2 separate regions of the Canis lupus genome follow, and region 1 is linked to region 2. The links are chromatin contacts, called in public Hi-C maps. All regions are on one chromosome and are shown on one strand. Each heading gives the region's core, a stretch centred on a gene start, on an enhancer-like site or on the middle of the called end of the contact. The rest is flanking DNA. Distances are from core to core; before and after follow the strand shown.

Region 1 (4,676 bases), core at 1,517-4,016, 87 kb after region 2:
AAATATTTTTCTATGATTTTTTTTTTAATTACAATAGAAAAATAAGCTGTTGTAACATGTGAGGTCATGACAATTTATGTATTTATATTTGAAATCAGATTTCTATAAACTTGTATTTGTGTACAGAATTCTCAGTGGGTTTATATATTGTGACATTTATATTCAAGATTGAGATATGGATTATGCTTAACAGTAAAAGCTGAAATGAGACCTTTACTTTGTTTAAAATGCTGCACTGTGCAAGTTTGGAAATGTACATTAATTTACTGTATATAATATCTTGAGTTTGTTTATACCTCCAAGTTTTTACACTGAAGATGAATTAGCTTTAAAAACATTCAAAACCTTTTTTTTTTTTTTAAGGGAATAAGCTGTTGGGCTTTATCTGTATAAATGTGCTTTTTATTTTCCAATGTACAATGAAAGTTTATACTTATATTTCACTGCATCATATCTGATTGCAGAAATTAAAGCACAATTTACAAGCAATACTGCTTTCAATGTGGTTTATATAACGTAGGATAATTTTGTTCATTCAGTGTGCGTGTGTGTGTGTGTGTGTTGGGTTGAGTTGATTGGTTGGTTGGTGGTAGGAAACCAACAACCTAATAAATATTTAAAAATTTTTTTTTTTTTGTTTCTAATAAATATTTAAAATTTTAGGGGCTCCTGCCTGGCTCAGTCAGAGCATACAACTTTTTCTTTTTCTTTTTCTTTTTCTCTTTCTCTTTCTCTCTTTTTCTTTTTCTTCTTCTTTTTTTTTTGGAAGATTACTTATTTATTCATGAGAGACACACAGAGAGAGAGAGGCAGAGACATAGGCAGAGGGAGAAGCAGGCTCCCTGCAGGAGCCTGAGCAGGACTTAATTCCAGGACCCCGGGATCATGCCCTGAGCTGAAGGCAGATGATCAACCACTGAGCCACTCAGAGGCCCCAGAGCATGCAACTCTTGATCTTGGGGGGCTGAGTTGGAGCCCCACAGTGGGGGTAGAGTTTACTATAAAAAAATAAGATGAGGGCAGCCCGGGTGGCTCAGTGGTTTAGCGCCGCCTTAGCCCAGAGCAGGATCCTGGGGACCTGGGATCAAGTCCCACGTCAGGCTCCCTGCATGGAGCCTGCTTCTCCCTCTGCCTCTGCCTCTCTCTCTCCGTGTGTCTCTCATGAATAAATAAATAAAATATTTTTAAAAAATAAGGTGAAATTTCAGGTGGCAATTAAATACTACGATGAACAATAAAAATAGGGCAAATAAAGGAAAAGGGCTTTCTAAATACGTGAAGTTAAATATTACCGCCTCTGCTTCTGAGGGCGAATGTAATTCGAGAAGTCTGTGTTCTTGCTGAAAGAGATCTGAGTTCCCTTACGGGGCGGCGGAAGAGCAGAGGCTCTGTTTCTCCCTGCAGAGAGGAGAGGCCCCTGGCAGGACAGGGTGGTGTGTGCCCCCGGGGATTTTTCGGATCCTCTGGTTTGCCACTGGCTAGATGGAGACCTGTCACTTGGTGTGTGGGGAGAGTTCGCTTCCTTGCCCGGCCCCTTGGAGGGACGAGAGACGGCCCCTCTCGGCTCCCAGGCCCCTCCTGGTCACCACGCCAGCTCTGAGGCATCCCTGCAACTTAATAAGCCCCCATCGCTACCACCTTCTTCCTGTGGTTCTTCGATGACTATTAATTCAAGTCGTAGTTAGGACCCTACTGATGAGCAGGGTTCTTCAGCAGCTCTGGACTTCGGGGGACTTGGCAGTCTCCTGATTTTTGCTTGTTCTTTGGTTTCCAGGCGAGGGCAGTGCGGGGGACTTGGGCGGGTCGAGTTAGCCATATTCCATGTGATGTGAAACAGGATGGGGCAGGGGCTCCTGTCGGGAACATTCCTGGCTCCTGTGCCTTCCTGTCACCTGCGCCGACAGGGGACTTGGGGGCAGAGGGCGCCTGGACTCTGGCCTGTTTTCCAAGCCTCTCCTGTGGTTGTGGCCAAAGTTGCTCAGTAGAAAAGTCTCCTGGGCTGTGCTTGGGGTGCTTATGCCCCCCTGGGGCTCTCGAGCAAGCGTTTATGAAGCCAGCCTTGGGGCCGGAGAGAGGGGCTGACAGGACCCTCCACCCCACCCCACCCCACCCCACCCCACCGTTGCAGGAGCCTCTGTAGTGACCTTGGCCCTCCACACTGGCGATTCCAACAGCCTCCCCAATGCAACATAGAGCCTCAGGAACATTAGGATGGAGGGGGTGAGGGAAGCCCCTGTCTGTGCTGAGGATTCCAGCGTGCGGAGGCGGGTGCGTATCCATAACCAGCCCAGCTGTGGGGAATATCATTTTAAACACCATTTACGGATTGAAGAGGAAAAGAATTTGTTGGAGGTGCTTTTGTGTCTTTAAAAACACAGACGTCTCAGCCCATTTTGTGGTTCAGGCCCAGGTTCCTTTTTTCCAATCCTTCTATTACATGGTCTGCCTCTAGCAATTAAGGGATACGAAGTATATAATCAGGTGGCAACACAGTAAGCTTTCTTGGCCTGCCTTGAAGAAAGCTCTCCAGTTTTGCTAGCTAGTCCAGTTTTTATAAAGCAGTTACCTTTTTTTTTTTTCATTGAGATTTGAGTATTACTTTTATAAAGGGCTGTGTGGCTTGCCCCCCACCCCACCCCAGCCACCTCTCAAATCCAGACTGGAGGACTTTTCAAATTACCCTTTTCTCTGAGGTCTGGGGCCGGTGAATGTGGTGCTTCTCCCCGCCCTGCGAGGGTACAGTGTGTGCCATTCCTGGGTCGGGCAGGGCAGGAATGCAGACCGAGCACATTCTATCCCTCGGACTGCCCCCAGGACAGCCGGGCTGGGGCTGGAATGCTCTTGGAGAGCTGAACGCAGGCCCATCCCCAGGCCTCTAGGGCAGGACAGTGGCAGGAGGGATGGCCTGGTCTGGAAGTGTCGGGTGGGGACAGGCTGGGACGGGGGACCTGCCAAAAACGGGGGTCGCAGTCTAGATTTTTTTTCTTTTTCTCGAAATGTACCTGACAAACAATGCTGTGTCTGTTTCAGGTGTACGACAGTGGTTTGACGATTCTGTGACTGGCTCGCGGCTCCCCACAGTAGGTGTCGTCACCGTCTGTCATCATACGTCATTATATTATTGACTGTAGTTCCTATGCTGTACTTCTCATCTCTGTGACTTCTTCCATAACTGGAAGTTGGTACCCCTTAATCCCCTTTATTTTGCCTGTGGCCCCCCCATCCCCCCGGCAACCACCAGTTCTCTGTATTTAATAAGAGTCTTTGGGGTTTTTTTGTTTGTTCATTTGTTTCGGTTTTTGATTCTACATGTAGGTGAATCTGATAGTACTTGTCTTCCTCCGACTTATTTCATCACGCCCTCTAGTTCTATCCATGTGGCTGCAGCATTCTAGAACTTGGTAAGAGTTTGGGATACGCAGGTGTATGCCAAAACTCGGCAAAAGTAGGTTTAAGATGTGTTTGTGTTTGAATTCACATTACAAGAAAAAAAAATTAAGCAAGCATTGACCTCTAGTTAATGATACTGCCACCAAATTATTTAGAGAGAACTGAACCATTGTCTGCAGTTGACTTTGAATGGCAGCATCAGGGACGCCTGGGTGGCTCAGCGGTTGAGCGTCTGCCTTCGGCCCAGGTCGTGATCCTGGAGTCCCAGGATCGAGTCCCCCACTAGGCTCCCTGCAGGGAGCCTGCTTCTCCCTCTGCCTGGGTCTCTGCCTCTCTCTGTGTGTCTCTCATGAATAAATAAAATCTTTTTTAAAAATTGTGATTGGCAGCAACAATAAGATGGGTTAATGGATGGGCAGAGGGATGGCGATAGCTTAGGTGTGTGATAAAGCAAGTATAGCAGAATGTCAGTGAGGCGATCTAAAGCTGGGTGTATGAGAGTACAGATAGTCATAAAATTCTTTAAACTTTGCTGTATTTGAAACTTTACATAATAAATGTTGGGAAAAAATTTAAATCCTTCAAGAAATAATTATAAACAAAAAAAATATATATAGGGAAGCATATTGGTCCTTTGTGGGAGAAGAGAAACCCTATCCTTACCAAATTACCTGGCCACCGGGATATAATGGACCCTGGGGAAGGAATTAGAATTTTCATGGCCCCCTGCCCTGAGTCCCCTTTTTCCATTTCCATTGTCCCCCTGGGTCATTTTCTGTTGGCTGGATAGTTATTATAAATGACCTCCTCCTTTGAGTGCCTTCTCTCAGTGACGGGATCTTCCTGGAGCAGTCATATGACTTTTTTTGGCTTGGAAAGTTTCAATGGCTGCATCCGTGAGAACACTGGGCTGCAACAACTGAAGCCCAAAAGAGGAGTTGTGTGTGTTTGAAGGTTCAGGTCAGAGACGCTGCTGGATCTCCAAACCTGAAGCCCACGCCATCTGCTCTGAGTGTCCTTGTCCTTTGCCCTCCTGCTTTGCACACTGGTCTCCTGGCCCTAGTCGATGAAGCAGGATGCACCCCCCACGGCAACTCTGATTTCACGAGACCAGTCACACTGCAGCTGGAATCTTGGTCTTCATTCCAAATCCTGGAGCGGAGAGCCTGGGCCAGCCAGCTGTGGGCAGGGTCTGTGTAGACAGGGCCACTCCCATAGCTCCGAGTAGCAGCACGTCCCTGCAGCCCACACTCTGCCAGCAGCTCACTGCGCACTGGTTGTGGCAC
Region 2 (5,033 bases), core at 893-3,392:
CCCCTGCTTGTGTGCTCTCTCAAGCTCTCTCTCAAATAAATAAAATCTTTAAAAAAAAAAAAGGGGGGGGGGGGGCAGCCCGGGTGGCTCAGCGGTTTAGCGCCGCCTTCAGCCCAGGGCCTGATCCTGGAGACCTGGGATAGAGTCCCACGTCAGGCTCCCTGCGTGGAGCCTGCTTCTCCTTCTGCCTGTGTCTGCCTCCCTCTCTGTGTGTGTCTCTTGTGAATGAATAAATAAAATCTTTTAAAAAAGAAAAAGAAAAAAAAAAAGAAAGAAAAAGAAAAAATGATGTAAAAAGTCTTCAATAGCTTCACATACCTAAGGGTAAATTTCAAAGTCCTCAGCCTGGCACCCAGGAGCCCATAAACTAGCTCCAGTCTGTCCTGCCAGCCTCATCTCCCACCCTTGCTTGTGCTAGAACCAGCAGTGTCACCCCAGGGCAAAGCCCTGGCTCTTGCTGGTTGCACATCCTGCTCCCTCTGAGGTCATCCTCACAGGCCTATGTGGGGTGCCCCTCTTCTGATCAAGGGGGACAGAGCCTTTCCTTTGGGGATGGGTAAGGTGTTGCCCTGGCACATGAGGAGACTGCGGGGAAAGTAGAGCAAAGAAACTTCTTTTTAAAAATCAGGGGGGTGAAGGGGGGGTGCCTGACTGGCTCAGCTGGTGGAGCATGTAGCTCTTGATCTCAGGGTCATGAGCTTGAGCCCCATGTTGGGTGTAGAGATTGCTTTAAAAAAGAAAAAAGAAATAAAAGGGGGGGGGGGAATGAATCAGTTGCTTCTCTAACCTTGTGTAGCTTCAGATTAAGTTTCTCTTAGTATTTTCTCTTCAGTCCATGTTGTCTCACAGGAGGTGGGAGAAGAAATGGATTCCCCTCCCTCCTTCGGACCCCCCATCCCCGTTTCAGCTGAGCCACAAAACTTCTTTTCAGATTTCTTAAACCTGCGTAAGATATTTGCAACATCTGAGATTGCCTTGCTTGCTGCTTTACTTGGCTGCCCCTGGAATCTGTTCCAGGGACCAGGTGAATGAATGGTGAATAGACCCCAGTGTTCGGGAGGGAAACAGGGAAATGGCCAACCATTAACAGGGCTCCAGCGGGAAAGTTACTCTGTAAAAAATACAGAGATGTTTCTTTTCAGCTCAACCGTTTCTATTCCTTGCATTCTCTTTTTGCCTTTGGACAGAAAGGATTTAAAAAAAAGGGGGGGGGATTTTTTTTGGGGGGGGCAAAAAGGATTTTTTTTTTCAAAAAGGATTTTTAAAAAACAATTTTGATTACATTTTCACCTTGGGACAGATAACCAGTTCAGACATAAAACAGTGAGGCCTTTCACGACCTCTGTGTTCTTTTACAACCACCTGAACAATGAGCCTTTCAGGTTCCCAGTGAGTGGGAATGGGTCAGCCAAGCTCAAAACTGGCTTGACTGCACTTTCAACAGAGATCAAATATCCCAGCAGGGAGGCATGCACAGCCTGTTTGCATTTAAGAAGGTTCTCCTGGCCCCTCTGACAGCACCAGCTTCCTTCTTCCCTCTAAGATGATTAGGCTCCGTGCACCAGTAACCCTCCTCTGTGGGAAAGGAGGTGCTCTCCCACCCTTCTTGCAGTTTCAGACCAGAAGCAGCCCTGAACAAAACTGGGAAGGAGGAGAAGGTTCTCTCAATGCTGTCTTCCTTCAAATTAGAGCATAACAGCCTGGATTGTCAGGTCCCTTGATTTTTCCCAACCAGCGCTAGAGTACCAGAAATTTTAAGATCTAAATATAATGCCCTGGTCTCAGTTAAAATTGAAGGAGGAATAATACATTATTTTTACGTTGTGATATATGCAGCCTCCGCATGATCGGACAGCACGGAAAGCATGGAGTCGTGTCCATCTTGACACTTTGAGATATCAACAAGCTTTTTTCATTCCTCTTTCCTGGAGATCATCTTTGAGTCAGATGCCAGCTCTTGACTTCTATCATCCTGGAATGAGTCAAGAGAAATCCGAAATGGAGGAGCCAAACAAAATAACAGGTTTTTCTGCCTGCTGCTTCCTCCTGCCTCCTCTACACACACACACACACACACACACACACACACACACACACACACACCATGTGCTGGGCTCTGAGCTGGGGAGAGAGCTAGCCTGGGAGAGAAAGAGCAGAGTGAGAAGCAGATAGCATCCCTGCAAGGACCCTGCCCCACAGTTACCCCATCGCTCAGGGAAACCAAGAGAAGGGAAGAGCTAGCCTGACTCTGGCATCCCATAGGGGACTTTCAGAGTGTGGTGGCCCTGATGACAAGCTCCCTCCACTGCCTCTAGGCATAGAGTAGTTGAAATTGTGGCTTGGACTTTCCAGATGCTAGAGACCTTGCAAGAGCCCCTCTTGACTCTTCTGTGTCTCCCAGTGGTTTTGGAAATGATCCAGAGTATTCGGTGGCCCCCAAATGAGACCCAGAAAGTAATTAGGAAACAGCTAATGAGGAGCCTGGGTGGCTCAGGCAGTTAAGCGTCTGCCTTTGGCTCAGGTCATGATATCCGGGCCCTGGGATCAAGCCCACATCAGGCTCCCTGCTCAGCAAGGAGTTTGTTTCTCCCTCTGGCCCTCTCCCTTCTTGTGCTCTCTCTCTCTCTCTCTCTCTTTCAAATAAACAAATAAAATCTTAGGAAACAACAAAAAAAAAAAAAAAAAAAAAGAGGGATGCCTGAGTGCCTCAGCAGTTAAGCATATGCCTTTGGCTCAGGGCATGATCCCAGGGTCCTGGGACTGAGTCTCAGGCTACCCATGGGGAGCTTGCTTCTCCCTCTGCCTGTGTCTCTGCCTCTCTCTGTGTCTCTCATGAATAAATAAATAAAATCAAGAAAGAAAGAAAGAAAGAAAGAAAGAAAGAAAGAAAGAAAGAAAGAAAGAAAGAAAGAAAGAAAGAAAGAAAGAAAGAAAGAAGAAAGAGAGCCAAGGTGCCACTGGGAGGCTGCCTCACAGGGGAAATGCCCATTTACAGATACAGCACAAACCACCCCAGGGATGAGGACTGAGCTTCATCTCTAAGGAATCGCCACATCAGCCAGCTGCACAGGGGCAGGCCAGACTGATTGCAGGCCCAAGTCTGCACCCTCTGAAGCAGACACCTTCCCTGCCCATGAACACACAGGACATGCAATGGGACTGAGTCTGGGAGATAGGCAACCTGCCCTGCCCATCCCACCCCACCCCTGCCCCCAGGCCTGGCTGGGGCTTTGTACACCCTGGGGCCTTTAATTTAGCCCAGAAAGTAGGAGAAAAAACCACAGAAGGGAGCTCTGAAACCGATTGTGACTGGCTTAGAAGACTTAAAGTGACAAAGATAAAGCTCAGAAATAACCAGATTAAGTTGCCTGCATTAGACCCCTCTGGCTGAGAATTCATGCTCAGAAAGAAGACTGTGTCACAGAACTAAATCCCAGGGTGGCACTGATCAGTGTGATCTCAGGCAAGTGGTTTCCCTTCTCTGGGCTTGTGACACCCCCACCACCTTTAGGTAGGGGTGGCCCAGCTGGCGCAGGCCGAGTTCCTAGGGCATGAGGCCTGAGTGTGTGGAGCCAGTGCGCCCAGCGGAGAGCTGGTTAGGAGGACAGAGGATGAAGGACCCCAGCCTCCTCCTCCTTCATCACCTTCCTGGATCCGGTGCCGAGCTGAGGGAACACCCAGCCTGTGCTGTGAATACACGTTTCTCCAGCTATGGGCAAGTCAGCATTCCTATGAAGCCTGTCGTAAGCCGAAATGGCGTAAGCAAATAAGCAATTCCCATTTCGTAAAAGCAAAAATTGTCTTCAGATTTTTTTTTTCATTAGCAAAAGCAGGTACTGATGTGAGTCTTCGGTAAAGCGGAGAGTGGGGGGAGGCCTGAGACTTCCTGGCTCAGCACTTCCTAGGAGGTCCTGTAGAGGGCACAGGTTCCTTTCCAGAGGCTTCCAGGGTCCGGAGGCTCAGGTGCTCGGGCAGGAAGGAAGGCTTTCCGACCGGCCAGGGGGAGCCCAGGAGCCAGGGGCCAGGAGGGCCTGCGCTCACTGCGAGGAGCTCCGGGGCAGCTGCGCGGCCAGGCCTTTTGCAGGGTTCCAAGACAGGGTCAAGTTCCTAGGCCAACGCAGTGTAGATTCTGGGTAGATTCAGAAGAGCCCTCGACTGGCTCCAACAGTTTCTAAGGAAGATGTCAAAGAGGTGGGGACACTGGGGTTAGACCTTGATGGATGGATTGATTGGGGAACCGATGCCAAGGTAAGAGAGACAGAAAATGGTAATTTTTTCTTAAGATTTTATTCATCTGGGATCCCCGGGTGGCGCAGCGGTTTGGCGCCTGCCTTTGGCCCGGGGCGTGATCCTGGAGACCCGGGATCGAATCCCACGTCGGGCTCCCGGTGCATGGAGCCTGCTTCTCCCTCTGCCTGTGTCTCTGCCTCTCTCTCTCTCTCTCTGTGTGTGACTATCATAAATAAATAAAAATTAAAAAAAAAAAAAGATTTTATTCATCTATTCATGAGAGACACACAGAGGCAGAGGCAGAGACACAGGCAGAGGGAGAAGCAGGCTCCACGCAGGGAGCCCCATGGGGGACTTGATCCCGAGACCTGGGATCGCAACCTGAGCCAAAGGCAGATGCTCAACCGCTGAGCCACCCAGGCGTCCCAGAAAATGGTAATGTCTTGTAAAAGACTCTTGCTTTTTTTTTTTAAGTTTAATTTAATTTTTTATTTTGTTTTTATAAATTTATTTTTTATTGGTGTTCAATTTGCCAACATATAGAATAACACCCAGTGCTCATCCTGTCAAGTGCCCACCTCAGTGCCCGTCACCCAGTCACCCCCACCCCCCACCCACCTCCCCTTCTGCCACCCCTAGTTCGTTTCCCAGTTAGGAGTCTCTCATGTTCTGTCTCCCTTTCTGATATTTCCCACTCATTTTTTCTCCTTTCCCCTTTATTCTCTTTCACTATTTTTTATATTCCCCAAATGAATGAGACCATATAATGTATGTCCTTCTCTGATTGACTTATTTCACTCAGC

The links. A called contact is a pair of places that touch in the nucleus more often than the background predicts.
Region 1: a Hi-C map of skin fibroblasts shows a contact between it and region 2, with 2.7 times the contacts expected there. The contact joins two enhancer-like sites. A contact is called at or near these places in 5 of 9 Hi-C or Micro-C datasets (amygdala, blood, liver and 1 more).

What each region holds. Positions count from the first base shown.
Region 1 is chr4:76,136,530-76,141,205 of UU_Cfam_GSD_1.0, forward strand. MTMR12 (myotubularin-related protein 12) reads left to right here. Exons shown (of 17, transcript XM_038535402.1): 17 at 1-489. Among named protein-coding and RNA genes, the nearest start is that of GOLPH3, 45 kb to the right of the region's middle. Within about 2 kb of position 2,767, at least 11 of the 20 cell types and tissues checked have an H3K27ac peak or open chromatin away from gene starts, as enhancers often do.
Region 2 is chr4:76,050,464-76,055,496 of UU_Cfam_GSD_1.0, forward strand. No RefSeq gene overlaps it. Among named protein-coding and RNA genes, the nearest start is that of MTMR12, 11 kb to the right of the region's middle. Within about 2 kb of position 2,143, at least 5 of the 20 cell types and tissues checked have an H3K27ac peak or open chromatin away from gene starts, as enhancers often do.